2 separate regions of the Rattus norvegicus genome follow, and region 1 is linked to region 2. A link is a contact called in public Hi-C data. All regions are on one chromosome and are shown on one strand. The core of a region is the stretch at or near the end of the contact, and the rest is flanking DNA. Distances in the headings are between cores, read along the strand shown. Region 1 overlaps Lrrc28 (leucine rich repeat containing 28). Region 2 has its middle 7.9 kb from the start of Mef2a.

Evidence for each region. Hi-C and Micro-C count contacts between places; a contact is called where the count stands out from the background.
Region 1: a contact with region 2 is called in a Hi-C map of liver, with 2.4 times the contacts expected there. The contact joins two enhancer-like sites. A contact is called at or near these places in 1 of 12 Hi-C or Micro-C datasets (liver) and 1 of 1 datasets of contacts at active chromatin or transcription factors (oligodendrocytes).

What each region holds. Positions count from the first base shown.
Region 1 is chr1:130,538,262-130,541,083 of GRCr8, forward strand. Lrrc28 (leucine rich repeat containing 28) reads right to left here. Exons shown (of 10, transcript NM_001108486.1): 10 at 1-1,376. The coding sequence ends at 1,304. Among named protein-coding and RNA genes, the nearest start is that of Lrrc28, 120 kb to the right of the region's middle. Within about 2 kb of position 1,275, at least 6 of the 93 cell types and tissues checked have an H3K27ac peak or open chromatin away from gene starts, as enhancers often do. A contact at or near this core is called in liver, where this site is marked.
Region 2 is chr1:130,398,537-130,401,592 of GRCr8, forward strand. No RefSeq gene overlaps it. Among named protein-coding and RNA genes, the nearest start is that of Mef2a, 7.9 kb to the left of the region's middle. Within about 2 kb of position 1,430, at least 12 of the 93 cell types and tissues checked have an H3K27ac peak or open chromatin away from gene starts, as enhancers often do. A contact at or near this core is called in liver, where this site is marked.

The DNA of each region.
Region 1 (2,822 bases), core at 25-2,524, 140 kb after region 2:
CTGAACAGAGAAGTTGTGAAAGGGACAGGAAGAAGTAGGGACAGTGGCAACCATGGCATGCATGGCCGCTTTCTGCCTCTGCCATTACTTGGAGAGACTGCTTTTCGGGCAGCAGGTGGTGTGACTGCAAAGAGATCACACACTTGTCAGTAACTATGTAGGATTTTTGGCACGGTTAGAACCTAGAATTACAGTTAGGCTGGCTAACAAAATGTCACCAACCAAAGTTTTGGAAAATAGTTTTTCCACCTAGTAACCCTTCTTGATTCTCCTTTCAGTCTTGTCTTACATAAATCATAGCAGTAAACATAGAACTTTCACCCCCAAAAGCAGCACTCACTCCACAGCAAGCTAACGGACTCCTGAAAGTAAAGCAGATTACAGCAGCATCCCTTCAAAGGAGAGCAAATCAGATGTCCCCCAGAGAGCTCATCTCTCTGGCAAAGGAAACTCATGTGGACCCGTTCATTCCTTGTTTCCCTAGGGAGAAGTCTGAGAAAATGAAGGCAATTTCATTGGTGGTACCAGGTAAATACCACTAAGCCCCACTAAGCAGAGGATTAGAAGCCTCAACGTTTCCAATTTTGCTAAGAAAATCTCAGACATTTCAAAATGTCTTTTTCTGTAGTAGTAGTTTAGAACAAAAGTATATTTAATTACATTTTTGTTTTTAAATCTCTCTCAAAAAATGTCTTCATAGGTTGCAAAACTTAGAAATAAGACAGGAACTTTCCAGAGGGTGTGCTCTGGAGCCAGCTGTCCCTCTGCAGGAGCCTGACTGTGCCAGCCCCGGCTCCCTCTCCTGCTGTGCTGGCTGCTGAGGCCATAGGGGCTGCAGAGACTCTAGAAGCTGACAAGTTTCCAATGCGGAAGCTACAGAGAATAATCTCAAGGGAAAATCATCCTCTGGGGAAAGGCAGAGGATCATCACCAAAGGTATGTCATCCAACAGTTAATTTGGTTCTATTATCAGATTAAGAGTTCTTTAGGGAACTGCAGCTTGCTTTAAATTAGATGGGGGGAAGCTCATCTGGCTAAGTTTATATATGAGACACTCTCACATAAAAAGAAAGACACAGAAGACAAAACGTCCTTAATTTGGGGCAGGATATATTCCAACTTGAGGGAAAGGTGAAGGCCAATCAAGACATTTCCAGAGAGTTCAGCATGCCTCTCCTCTGGACAGGACAGGAAGGGTCTGTCCTGCCTTGCTGGACTCTCCTGGCCCGGCGGCCGCACACTGGGCGATGGCAGGCAGCTGCAGTGGCTGAGCTGGCAGTGCTCCTAAGGCTCCGAGTGTTTGTCAACACAGCAGGTTAAAAGTCCGCAGACACTGGGCGGAGCAGCAGTAGGCCACGAAGCCAATACTTGTCCTCCTGGGGGTTGGGGGAGACAGAGGGAGAGAGGAGTGCTGTTACTCAGGAGTGAAGCCTCTGGCTCTTCCGACTGGAGACACTTCTTTGTCAAAACAAGTGACTAGAATGAATAGCAGATTGCATTGTAGAAACAGTAAGATGCCATTTTCAATCGAGCCCAGGCTGCAGGTAAGGCAAGTGTGAGCATGTGTGCTCCCTCCATTAGTGGGGTTTGGTGACAACCATCTCTGTCACAACAGCTAAGCGTTTTCATCTTCTACAGGGCAAAGAATATGAAGTACATTATAAAAATCACAGCTAAGAATAATTTTTCACATCTACATTTCCAGTACCTGGAGGCTGAGGCAGGAGGTTTGCTATGAGTTCCAGAGTCAGACCCTCTCTCAGAACAACAACAACAACAACAACAACAACAACAACAACAAAACATAAAAAGAAAATGAAAAGCACCACCAATTTAGCTATAAAACATACATTCTGCAGAGCTTAAGTACTACCTACCATCTGAAGGACTTTATCCTAACACATTCACAGAGTGCTCACAGAATAATTTCAGAATGCTTACAAATCCCTTACATAATGGAGAAGCCCTTCTCCTGCTTGGGCACCTTTGTAGGGTGAGTCAAGAGTTCCCTGGGGCTCCTCACGTACTCTGGACAGCACAGGCTCTCAGAGGGTCTCCTTCCCACCCAGAGGACCATCGTCTGGTGTGGGAAGAGTGGTTTCCTGTTTTCACAGGCCTGCTTGTGCTGACTGCCTTATCTCTGCCTTTCTCCTTGGAAGCTGCACTGTTGATCACATGCTCTCAAAATGTCGGATGGAAAGGAGCAAGGAGTTGGAACACTCAAAAGCTACAACATCATGGTGTTCAAGGTCTGTGGGGCGAGATGGCCAATTCTGATTGAACAGAATTAAACCCAACCAAACTAAGCAACCGAAACTCAGATATGCTTAGCTTCTTCCAATCTCAGTTCAAGACACGGTGAGAGAATTTCGATGGAGACCCTTAATGAATCATTTTCTCACGAGCCGAAAGACATGGCTAAAGCCCAAATATAGAGATAGCAAATCATGTACCAGATAAAGGTATCTTGATTTTTCATATGTGTAAGTGCGTGTAGTGTGGGTGCCTGTTTGAATGTGCATGTGTGTGCATAAATGTGGGGGGCCAGATGCTTCTTGTCCTGTATAATGAGGCAGGAGTTCTGGCTTGCTCTGGGATCACATTTCCAATTCCTGCACTAGAATCACAGACAGGTTGGTATATGTTGGTGCTGGGGACCCCAACTCCAGTTGACGTACCTGTAATCTATCACTGCTCAGCTCTGGGACAATGACCACATAAAGGTCTTTAGGCAAGGCAGAGGCTCGGGTTGATGAGGACAGAAACGTAAGGCTTTGGGCAGAACTAATCTGAGAGTCTTGAGCCTCTAGAGATCCCTTCAT
Region 2 (3,056 bases), core at 180-2,679:
ACAATTCTCCCCAGATTAGAATGCTTGTATCACAAGAAGAGGTCCTGCTTTCCAGACGGTCCGAAAGAATACAGAGCTCACAAGAGTGCATCAGCAAATGTAGGTGGTATGTTTATGTTAGGTGAGCTGTAAGTGGCAGAGTCGTGGTCCATGTTATTGATGCTAACCTTGTCCTCCTGTTAGGAAAGAAACAGGGAAGTCCTCAGGAACCTGACAGACGCTATCATAGCTTCTTTGACCTTTACAGGACCTGGAGACTGACTGCACTCTCACTCCCGCCCAATCCTCAACCTAAAAGAGGTTTCACATTCTTTGTAACCTGCAAACATTTCAGACAAATCCATCCCCTCTTCTTGCAGGAACTATGGCTACTGCACCCCATTGTCATACAGAGCTTGCCTCACTTAGGCCTTTCTGAGTCTTACTGCTCTTGAGTGTCATCCCTGTGTAGCCTCACACAGTATGTAGTATCCTTGTCTCCCAGGTGGTGAGTATTTGTTGCTTATTTTTCCAGTGCCTAGTGTCTTGTGTTACTTACGGCAGGGAAACCTCTTCTTCAGCATGGGGTAGCTAGCCAGTGATCGCATCAAGCCTTCAGCTGACTTTCCAGAAGACCTTTCTTTAGGTTATCTCCTGCGGGCCCTAACTAAATTATGCTAAGCTTCAGAGGCTAGGAGTTCCTGAACGTAGGCTAGAGACCACCACACACACCTAGCTCCAGACCCTCTCCTTGGATCTCCTTTCCTTTAATGGGAAGTCCAACCAGTCCTCATAAGGTCTTTCTCATTAATACTTTCTCTACAGTCTGGCACATAGTAGGCTTTCAATCAACATCCTTGGCAAGAAAAACAAAACAACTCTATGTTCAAAATCAGGCAGTGAAAGAACACTTTGGTCTACCTAAAAATCTCGGTTTAACTTAGAATCAAAATGAGCCACTCAGAAAATCCAAGAATGGAAAATTTATTTCATGCTGGGCTTTACTGAGGAAATAAATCCTAGAGATCAGAAAGCCATGGTTTCCAATGTCCATGTTAGTGAAATATCAACATGGCCTCTAAAAAAAAAAAGAATAGGCTTCATTTTGTGCTTAGATTTTTCAATGAGGTTCCTGTTTTTCTCAGAAATCTCAACCCCTGCTGGGTAATTGCACAACTCCTGACTTTGCTCAGCCCGTGTAGTCTTGGCACGATCAACATTTCTTGGTACATGCTGTAGGCAAGAGTTTTATGAGGCTTGATTCTTGTCTTGGCTTCATTTGATCATGTGTATCTGTAACTCAGCGCACAGATGAAAGCAGACAGCACCTCTCAGCACCCAGAGGGGCGAGTGCCACAGAAAACGATAACACGTTTCTCGTCCACACACCTACAGGAATGCAGAGAGCTTTCCAGCAGCCACGCTCTGGCACGTACTGCGCCGTCAGCACGCTGTTGGAAGGGGCTGGGTCCTCTCCTGAAGAATCATTTACAATTTACAGAAGCTTACACAAGTTGAGCATAGCCCGCAGAAAGGAGAAGGGACAGAAGAGCCCTCTCAGAGCTCCTTGTTGGAGTTCCTATACCAGCCACAGGATCTCAGAGAGGGCGCGTTTTGAGCAACTTCTCTCCAGAACCCCGTGCTAGAGCACAGGGGCAGAACTGAGATTACTGGAAGACCACGGTTTTTATCCTTCAGGCTAAAAAAAGATGAAAAGGTTTTTTGTTATTGTTGTTGTTGTTGAAGGCACTGAGTTGGCAAGGGTTTATAGAATTCTTGTACACTGTTAGGGAAAGTGAACATTGGTACGATTTTTTCAGAAGATGAGCTGACTAATATTTGACACTATATTAAGTGTGCATCCCTGTGGCCTAGCCATTTCCTGTTGAGTTTTCTCCATGGAGTTCTTACCTGCATTCCTCACAGAATTATTTATAACAGACAACTAATTAAAAAAAAAAAACAAATCGAAAGAGGGTAAAACATTTTTAGTACAAACACACAAGAGAATACTATTCTTCTGTCTTATACATACAATGGTCCCCCTTCATCCAAAGGGGTTATATTCTAAGGCTTCAGTGGATGCCTGAACCTGTGGCTCATTTCTGAATTCTATGTATACCGTGCCTCACACATACCAGAGCACTGCTACACAGTTTCAGAGTCAATCCACCCTTTCGTGTGCTATGATCTGATACTTCCTTTGCAGCACTCTTTTGCTAGCTGAGGCCATACTTAACTTTAAAATAAGGCTTATCTGAATGTAAGCACTGTTGCATGGTTACAGTGAACCTGATAGCCACGAAAAGTGCAAGGTAGCTAACAAGAGGGTAACATATACAGTGTAGATACACTAGACAAGGGGATGAGTCATATCCCTAGCAGGACAAAGTGAGATAGCAAGGTTTCACGTTACTTAGAAGGTGACACAAGTTACAGCTCATGGATTTGAGCATTTGTGAAAGTTTCCATTTCTATTTCAGACCATGGTTAACCATGGGTACCTAAAAGCACAGAGTGAAACTCCAGATGTGGCGGAACTATGGCTTATGACAAGGGAATAGTGTCAGTGTCCCTCAACACAGTCATTTCTGGAGGCAAGACTTCTAACCCCAAAACACCATTGAACATTCTGGAGAGCACAGAGCAGCCCTCTACAGTGACAGGAAAGAAGTATCCCAAACAATCCGTTGTCAATGCTCAGATAAGAGATCCTTCTAGAGAAAACTTTCAAGTTTCCATAAAGAAAAGCAGTAGCTGCCTGTGAGAGAGGAGGTTGGGTGTGACCCTTTCACCTGGAGGTGGGGGTGGGGTTATGTGTGCAGATTCTCCATATGTATTTTTAAAGTTGGTTTTAAGCAGTTTTCAAATGTGCATTCTTGACTTTTCTCCTGCTGGGTGTCAGGTGGGAGACGGTCCCATAGCAGGCATGTGTTTATCTTGCCTCACATCCCTTCCTTGCTAAGAGTAAAGAGAAGCAGGGAATGAGGTGGAATTGAGAGGAACAAACTGGAAATTCACACATTTCTGGGCCATTTCTGTCACCGGGAGAGAGAAGCATCCTGTTTCTCTCTTTG